Regions from separate parts of the Astyanax mexicanus genome. Here region 2 is linked to region 1. A link is a contact called in public Hi-C data. All regions are on one chromosome and are shown on one strand. Each heading gives the region's core, a stretch centred on a gene start, on an enhancer-like site or on the middle of the called end of the contact. The rest is flanking DNA. Distances are from core to core; before and after follow the strand shown. Region 1 holds the start of nutf2 (nuclear transport factor 2). Region 2 overlaps ranbp10 (RAN binding protein 10).

What was found. A called contact is a pair of places that touch in the nucleus more often than the background predicts.
Region 2: a contact with region 1 is called in a Hi-C map of muscle, with 19 times the contacts expected there. The contact joins the enhancer-like site here to the promoter of nutf2 in region 1. A contact is called at or near these places in 2 of 3 Hi-C or Micro-C datasets (both in muscle).

What each region holds. Positions count from the first base shown.
Region 1 is chr9:25,715,639-25,720,439 of AstMex3_surface, forward strand. nutf2 (nuclear transport factor 2) reads right to left here and starts at 3,362. Exons shown (of 5, transcript XM_022679710.2): 1 at 3,341-3,362. tsnaxip1 (translin-associated factor X interacting protein 1) reads right to left here. Exons shown (of 16, transcript XM_022679709.2): 12 at 4,584-4,742; 13 at 4,095-4,204; 14 at 3,855-3,978; 15 at 3,540-3,646; 16 at 2,645-3,415. The coding sequence ends at 3,211.
Region 2 is chr9:25,749,743-25,754,412 of AstMex3_surface, forward strand. All of the region lies in intron 3 of ranbp10 (RAN binding protein 10), which reads left to right. Among protein-coding and RNA genes, the nearest start is that of ranbp10, 24 kb to the left of the region's middle. Within about 2 kb of position 2,514, the one cell type or tissue checked has an H3K27ac peak away from gene starts, as active enhancers do.

The DNA of each region.
Region 1 (4,801 bases), core at 2,112-4,611:
AATGCAAGTGATGAAATTGTCTTTTCGGTTATATCAGGATTTTAATATTAAAATATTTACAGTTGTGTGTCGTCTTTATTACAATAAAAAAAAAATTGAGTGAGCGGCTTAAATTATTTAACTTTATTTATTAAGATCTGGGCTCTTGTGGGTTAAAAGAATCAGTGTCAGAGTAGTGTTTTCTATGGTTGACAAAAGAAAAAAGAAAATCAGCAGAAATAACTTTGTTGGGAAGGGTGGAAGTGGCCTCACCCTATACCCCCCTTTCTTGTTAGTTAACCAAGCTAAAATCACAGCTTTTCCAGCAGGCAGACTACAGAAACACTATTTATTCATTCAGTCGCCACAAGAGGAGACCGCACAGACATCTGTGTTTAGAAGCCGCTGGACTGTCACACGTTTTCAGATAAGTCATGACTTGACTGTTAGGGAGGACTGAGATGAGCTTAAAAGGGAATTTGACTAATGAGTTTTCTTTTACATTTAGCAGGCACGGAGGCGTGGCTCTTGTGGGGACAGACTGTATTAATACACGTTTAAATTATTGTTAGATTAGATACATGGCAGCAGCTCAAATATGTATATATTTTAGTCAACCTACCTAACCTAGTAGATATATTAGCTAGCTTAAGTAACTTTACTAGCAAGTTAGTTGAGAAAGGGTTCGGTAAAAAGCGGACATTTAGTGTTTCATTATTTACTTACGATAATAACAAAAGAGTTCTGCTTTATATTAGCTAGTTAACTAGCTAACTATTTTGTGTAGTTAGCCAACTAAGTAACCCATCAAGATTGGTACACCAATACCTATTGATATGTGCTTCTTAACGGCACTGGCACGTTTATGTTTTCATGTGTTTTGCATGATAATTGCATGATAAACAGTTTCCTTGAGTGCATTAAACAAGCTGCTTAAATATTAGAAAATTTGTAATTTAATTAAAAAGAAATTGCGGATGATACAAAATATTTAAGTTATTGGACCATAAATTTATCCAATACGTTTAGTCAATTTTAACTTATTAAATATACAACAGGGTAGCACGGTTTGACAAGGTAGCACAACTTTTGACAGAACACTGGATTCCGCATTTTACCGAGTCCCGTTTGGGAATTTGAGCTGTCTGTTGGCTAATTTTGAGCTAGCATTGGCTAACCTAGCTTAGCAGTGTGAAATTCCTGCTCGGCTTCAGTACGACCAGCATAGCTAGGGTAGCTAGCTAGCTAACCTAGCTAATTAACCATAGACTCCTCTCACAGATAGATACGTTAGCTTAGCATAGCTAGCTAGTATAGTAAAACTGCTAAGTTATCGTGTGAGGTTTGTAGCCAGCCCAGTGACTGACTTAGAAGCTCAGTTAGCTGGACAAGACACCAAATTTGACCAGTGCTAGCTAGCATATCTACGTTAAGTTAGCCACGCTGACTTGTGATGGTCCTGTACTATTCAGCTAACGGCTAGTTAACGCTAGCTTGCTGCGCGTGCACTGATTCATTCCCCCGTTCTGCTCGCTCGCTAACTAATATCAACACGGGCGAGCTAACCTAGCGCGCTGTGTCAGACCCCAAGCCCCAGCGAGAATGTGGGCCTGCAGCAGCAGCAGCAGCAGCACAGGGCTCTGTAGAGACATGCGACTCCAGTCCACACTTTTCGCTCCTTTCTAAAAATACCCACGAGCCACTTGAGCCCTCCGCCGTAGCGCTAGCGCTCTGAGCCCCGGCCCGGCCCGTACCGCCGCTTTCTCTCATAGGCGTGTCCTGACAGACAGACAGTCCGCCGGACCCGCAGCCTCTGGCTGGCTAAAAGAGGAACCGTTCCGCGGTGCTCCAGGGATTCTGTGCTCAGAGCTCGTAGACGGACACTCGCGGCTCCCCGGTAAACAGCGCGGGCGTTACCGGTGTCTAACTTACCTCAGTGAACCCAAACCGATCCCCCGGTTCCAGTTATGGCGGTTACGGCGCGCGCCGCGGTGAGAAGTCGAACCGCCTCCTCGGCCGCGCATGCGCACATTAGCCGACATAGGAATGCTGGGAGTTGGTGTTTTCTTCTGTAGCTAGTTAAATATGTGGTCCTTTCTAGAACTGAGGATAAATATCTTCCCATTTCCAACATAAGTCTTTACTAAAACCAGTTTGGAACAACAACAATAATAGTAATAACAGCTGGTAATAATACACAAATATACACACATTTCTACACAAAACATACACAAAAGCGAAAGTCTTTTGTTTGTTTTAAATTTAAATTAGCAGTGTTCTGATGTGGGAGAGAGAACATATCATAGAGATATAGAGATCTTCTTCTTTTATTATTTTGTATACAATTCTGAGGATAAAACAAGTATTAATTATTAGTCAAATATTTATTTTTGTGATAATAAATGATGTGATAATATTCTAATAATATTTTTGTGATAAATAATGATAATGATAATTGAAAATACATAAAAATGTTTTCAGACATGTTATCTAATAAAATCTAGTTTGAGATCATGGAACATGGAGATGCAAAAGTACCATAAAATGGTGAAAAATGTCAACTCTGTTATGGTCATCTTTGTAACGTAAATTAAACTTAAATGTCATAAAAAATATCTGTTTTAAAAAAGGCTACCCTTTGTGAATAAAACACACTTGTTAAGTTTAGCTTTTGGTAGCTTTTAATGTTTCTTTAAAATAAAATATAAAAACATGTCAACATAAAAAGCACAAGGACAAGTGATAGTATTTGTTTGTTACTTTTCTATTTCTCTTGATTATACAATTAACCAATCTCATATCCATGTTTTCACAAAAACTCTCTAATCCTCTAATGTTGCTCTTTTCACTTTTTGACTTTCACTTTTAAGTTGAATCAGACAGTTATTCTTTATATTCATACATTTTAATAATGAATGGATAGAAAATAAATAATAAAAATGGAGGATTTAAGAGAAATCATCATATTGTTATTTGTGTCTGATTTTGCTTATTGCAGCTTTCTTGTAGTCTAAACGTACATTAGTAACTTAAATGCTTTGGTTGATTAGGTTTTGAGGTCAACTGCTGGCCAAGGAAAAAGTTTTTGCATCCATTGTACATAAAGTAGTTTTTGCATGAGAGCATTGATAGGCATACTTTCTTATAAACATTTGTTCCAAGATCAGGATCCATATAAGAGTGTACATGATATGTTATTAAATATTATATAAAAATCAAACAATGGAGAGTTTACTCTGGGTGAGGCATGAGTCCTGCCCTGCACACGTTGGCCACAGAGAGGCGCTGTATTGGTACTTCAGTGCTCAGAAGTTCTGGGTGCAGGTGTGGGTCTTTAGTGTGAAAGGCTATCTGTAGGTACCGTTTCAGAGATTCTGAGTCCAGTGTAGGATCAATCTTTTTGAAAGCAGATGTTAAGTCCTCCACACTGACTTCCCTGCAAAAATGGCACGTGGGAAATGGCTCTAAAATTTCTAGTAATTTAATAACTTTTGATTAGTGTAATGCCACTAATTTACTATTATTATATTTCATATATTTGTCACATCATTGCCACTTACTCTTTGCCCTCCAGCTGAGTCCTCAACTGGTTGATGTACTGATGTCTCTCTGTTGTAGCCTGCCTTTTCACTATACCAAGGAAGTGACCATGCTTCCCATCTGTATCCTTGAATGGGAGACAAAATGTATTGTAAAATATAACACATCATCCACTTTAATAGCAAAAAAAATTAGATAGTTGACCATGGCTTTAGACTCTAAAGCACTTATAAAATCAGAGCACACTACACTCTATAAGAAGGATTAAGAATAAGTGCAGAACAATAGTTTCATTCAGACACATTTAATGTGACATTGCCTGTATAAGAGCTCACCTCTGTGTACAGCCTCTGATAGGCAATGCTTCCTTCACTGGTCTCCAGTTCTGACTGTGCAGCTGCTATCAGTTCCTCTAAATCCTGATCTCCCTTCAGTGGAAAAGCTTTCCTGAGAGCCTCACTGAAATCAGCAGTTGTAAAAATGCACAGCAAGCACACACCACAGCAAGAACACATATCACATATGTTATATTTGTATACTCCTCCTTACTATAATGGATGTATCTCCCTGAATACCTGAATTCAGATGCAGTGAACAAACCACTCTCAGTGCTGTCACTCTGTACGAACACCTTAAGGAGGTGGGAAAGCATTTGGGTCTGGCTGTGGTACAAACTCTCGTGCACCTGGTACAGAAAAACAGAGTAAAGCAAACAGACATATCACAGTCTACATTTTTAATACACTGACATGTCAATGTCATTTTGCCATGTCCTATGGAAGCTAAAGAAGGCTGAACTAACTTTTGGGATATACGTGTGCTGTCTCCTGCACTGAATATTTACTGTTTTTTTCCAGAGTCTTTTTTTATTTGCATAGACAATTCTAGACAGATGCCACCGCTCACGATCATATCCACCCACTGTGCTGTCCACTGTAGGAGGTAATGCTATGACAAGGTTCTAGCAAACACGTGACACTGTGGATCAAGGAATTGAATACAATACAATAATGAATACAATCATTTCTGTCACATAATATTAAGCTTCATTTTGAAACACCAACCTTGTCAGTGAGTATGTCATAGAAGAGGCTAATAAAGTCATCTTTTAGGTTGCAATTAATGCAGTGCATCAAACTGTAGATCCACTCTCCAGCCTGCCCTCCATACTGTCTCTGCATGTACTGGTGTAGAAACTCCTTCAGGTCGCTGCTGTTTTCTCTCTTGGAGAGGCACACCACAAATAAATGCATTATCACTTCCATTCATTTATTACACAACA
Region 2 (4,670 bases), core at 1,264-3,763, 33 kb after region 1:
CCACATTTATTTGCCACATTTATTTTTGGTAGTAGAATATATATAGTTGAAAAATTGCACTTAATAATAAGGTGTATATACAGATTATTATCAATAAATTACCTATAAATGTTCAACACAGATGAAGAAGTGTTACATAACCAACATGGGTGCCAACATGCCAGTATTGGTTTTCAACAAACATATGTAAAGAACTACCATAGAAATATAGTACTGGTCAAAAGTTTGGAAACACCAAGATATAGACAGTGAATAGCCTATTTGAGTAATGATCTAATCTGTATTATGGCAAAAACTAACTCAGAAAAATTAAGAAAAATTAAGAAATGAAGATCAGTCAATCCGAAAAATTTTAAGAACTTTAAAATAGTATCCACAAGTGTAGTCGCAAAGACCATTAAAAACGTTATGATAAAACTGGCTCTCATCAGGACTGCCCCAGGAAAGGAAGGGGTCACATTGTAGGGACAAAATGGTGTGTCCAAACTTTTGACTGGTTCTGTATTTATATTTATACAGTATATAATGTATTGATATTAAATATGAATTATTACAGGTATGGTCTAAGTATACCCTGGTTGCTGCAAGAGGTGTTAAAAAGGCTTTTCCCTTTGCCTTATAAAAAGGCTCTCAGTGGCTACTTCTGGGAAGTGTACCCCTTGGTGAGAGATCATTGACCTCAAGACACACCTCTTTGACAAACTCGAAGATATTTTGCTAAGAGGGGGCACATCATTGGACTGAAAGAAGCAGAATGATTTTTGTAGTGTTTTCTTGAATGAGAAACCTGGACTGCTATGAAAGTGTATGGAACTGTATCATCTTGAGCAAAGAATCCAGATTCTGTTTGGGAACCAGTGATTTGTTTTGGTTAGGATATGGAGACCTCTTGGTGAGTGTTTCGAAAATGCCTTAGCTGTGGAGCGATACACTGCCCCAGATGCTGGTAAGATGATCTGGGAAGCCATCATGTACAACAGTCGGTCACCCCAGTAGTGATATGAGGGACATTAACAGCTCAGCAATATTGTGCAGGACTCCCCCTGCCATATGTGTTGCCTCTTTTGGCAAAACCTGACACTGCCATTTTTCAGCAGGATAACGCTCACCTGCACACAGTAATGTAAAGCTCAATATTTTACTATATAGATATAGAAAGTATTAAATGATGTCAAATTTATAATCCATATTCTAATAGTTGCTGTTTTTCCTTTAGGTTGGAAAATAGCTTATAGGTTTTTTTATCCAAATTTAGCACAAAAAATTGTGTTTGGTAGATTATTATTATTATTTGTTGTAACAATGCTTCCAGACAATAAATCTTAATATCGTTTAAAAAGCCTGTTAATTGAACTTTTAAATTTGTAAGAAACATGCATTTGTGGGGTGAGCAGCAGAGCTGAGTATGTGTATCTCTGCCATTGCCAAACTGTTTATTTTGCTACCGACACTTGTTTTGAGCTTCTGGTACCCCCATGAGCTGCCAATCAGGTGCGTGGGCCCTGCTACAGTGGTCAGCAAGAGTCTGCTCCAGGAATTGGCATGCTACGTTTGACTGATCTGGAGAGGACCCATGCGATAGGGCAACTTCAAGCTGGTGTTGTGCAAAACCAAGTTGAGGCATTGTTTGGATTGAACCCCAGTACCATCTCCAAACTGATGGTAAAGTTACATGTATGGGGTATGTCAGAGACAGGCTGTGAAGTGGGCGTCCCAAGAAGATGACACCCCAAGAGGATCTTCAAACAACAAAGGAGTCAATGGCAGAATAAGCTGTTTGCCAATGGCAAAGGATTTTTGTTCCTTACAAGTTTTGTTCATTACAAATGACAAACTTCTTAAAGGTATAGGATTTCTTGACAAGAAGCATCGTAACAAAAAAATGTAATAATAATCTACCAAACACACATTTCTTTACTTTTTAGACCTTTAGGAGCACTTAGAACTAACAGTTTGGTTGCTCCCTGCTGTTCCCTGATCCTTGTCCGCTCCTGACCAAATACATGGCACAGCCAGGCTCCTCTGTCTATTCAGCTGACCCCAGCCTGTGATTCCATCACCTGCCTATTGGCTTCTCCATGACGCCTGAGGCCTTTGGAATGCTTTGGAGTCATCCAGCCAATTCTACACACACCTGCTGACTAGCACTCCCCAGTACAATTCAGCCTGTGCTGCTGCTGCTCTTTGTTTCAGGGGGGTTGGAATATGATGGAAATGTAAATGTGCTCATGTAGGCTGGGCTTTTTTTTTTCCTATTGTATTTTAGTCTTGGCCTGAGGCAGCATTCTAGTATAAGCACCAATGTAGTGTTGTTATTTGTGTGAGATGCCTTAGCTGCACCTAGATTTGTCTGCTTTAGTTTTGAGTTTTTGTTTTCATTGCACCCATCAGTTAGGGTAATTGAGTGAGTGTTGTTGAGTGGTGATGTATGATTTGACACGGCTGTTGCTGAGGAAGAGCGGTGATGTCACCTGCGTGTGTGTGTTGAGGTTTGTGTATGTGTGTGTGATTGGAGCATAATGGTTTTACGCGCCCTGTTGACCTCTGCGTCTCTGATCCCATAGTGGAGCCCTGCCCATTTCATTAGCATGGAGGGAACAGTGAACGCGGCTTTAGGAGCAATATCCCGGTCAGTGCTGCTCTGCAGATTAATCTAATACCTCACAGTTCACACACGACCTACTTTCCACCCCTCCACCCACATGATTTTACTTTTTTCTCTCTTTCTCCTTGTTTTTGGTCTGCGTCTGTGCAATCCGTCTCTCTGCACTGCTGATACATCGGTTACATTTTGTAGAAAGGGTTCCGCAGTAATGCCAGGCCATTCACACACTACCATATGCAATGCCTAGTACTGGTCTGCACAGGCCGCATTGGGATTCACAGTGTCTGCGGTGAACAGTAAGTGTTGCTGGGAGTGGAGTGACTCATTTCTGCTCAGGCTGACCTGACCTGTAGTCTGATGCCTCTTTCTGGCCGGGTGAGGCATTGCATGTTCTGCTGAACAGCTGAAGTGAGTGAATGGAAAAACAGTTGTAAGAACAGGCTCAGTAAAGCTGTTTGCACCTTGCATTAACATTCAGTCTGCATTTATGGGGGTCAGATTATGTTCAGAGTTTACTTGACCACATGAGCTGCTGGCAAAAGCACACTTAGGGGGCATTGTGATTAAATTACCACATTCTGATGTGATAAGAGACTCTGCACTGCATTTTTACTGATCAGATCTCAGTTAGATGTCTCTTAACCACATGCAGAGACTAGTGTAAGAACACCTAATCACAGTGTGATTAGATTATGATCAGATTACCACATTTGGTCAGAATTGCATTTCTACAATTTTGGTGTGTTTTTATTTTTTTTAGGGCTCCACAAAAATGACATTACAGAAATGACAATGGGAAAACTAAAAGTTTTACCAGATCTGAAGCCAGTGATCCAGCATGTCACAATATTAATAATGTAATCTGTGTATAGAATATAGGATTGAAATGAATTATTTTGGGAAAATATAACCTGTCTCTAGTGATAATATTACACATTTTTACTTGCATTATAGAGCAAAAAAACATGTTACGATGTGACTATTGCAAATGCCCACATTCGATGACTCATGCTTGTTCATGCAATATTTTGTGCAGCCCTAATTTGATCACATTTGGATTTAGTTTGACCACAATAAAAAGCCAGGGGTATAAACACCAAGAACATATTGTGATTTAATTGGATTGCAGTTGGATCACTCAAATCACATTCAGAATTATTCTAGACGCTTTTTAATCAGATCATATTCAGATTTTATTTGACCCCAGAAAATCCACATTGTGTTTGGTTGACCACATTCGGAAGTGGAGAGAGAAATGCGTCTCTGCGTTTTTTTTTCTGATTTTGTTTGACCACAGGAAAAGCCTGGTGAAAACATACTTAGGATGCATTGTGATCAGAGTACCACAGAGGTAATCTGAGACATTGCACTGCAGATCAATCAAAGCACGTTTAAAAGTGGTCAGATATGTGTCTCTGGAGTTTTGGTGATTGGATCACATATTGGTTTGGTTTAACACACAAATAAAATATTGTATTTACAGGCAATTTTATTTTTAATAAAAGTATGTGGGTCATTTGTGTGGAAATGGTTTGGTTTCTGGTGCCATGATACTTAACAGAGTACAGTCTTGTGCGAAATACAGTATAGAAACATTATCTTTAAAATAGTAGCATAGCAAATTTATTTCACCCTCTCTATCAGCATAATACAGTTTGCTGAGAGGAACTCAAGTTTATTATAACAAATCTATATTTCTCAGTTAAATAGTTAGTCAGTTAAATGTGTACATCATGCTGTGTTTTTGGTGTTACATATAAATACTTGGGTATCACTTGGATGGTCCATTATAGATGCCTCATAGATGGATGGTCATCTGATATTTATCTAACATTTAACCGAGTATCGATTAAATGCAACTAAACTTCAGATTCATGTAAATGATTCTCAATGGAATCTAACATTACACCAAACCCACATGTTAACCTTAACCATGACATTAAATGAACCCTAAACCCTAACCCCGTACCCTAATATTACTCTAAAATTTTTAATATAACCCTAAAATAAATCTTAAAGGTTAAGGTTAGGGAACAGTGTATAGGGATAGATGTAGGATTATATT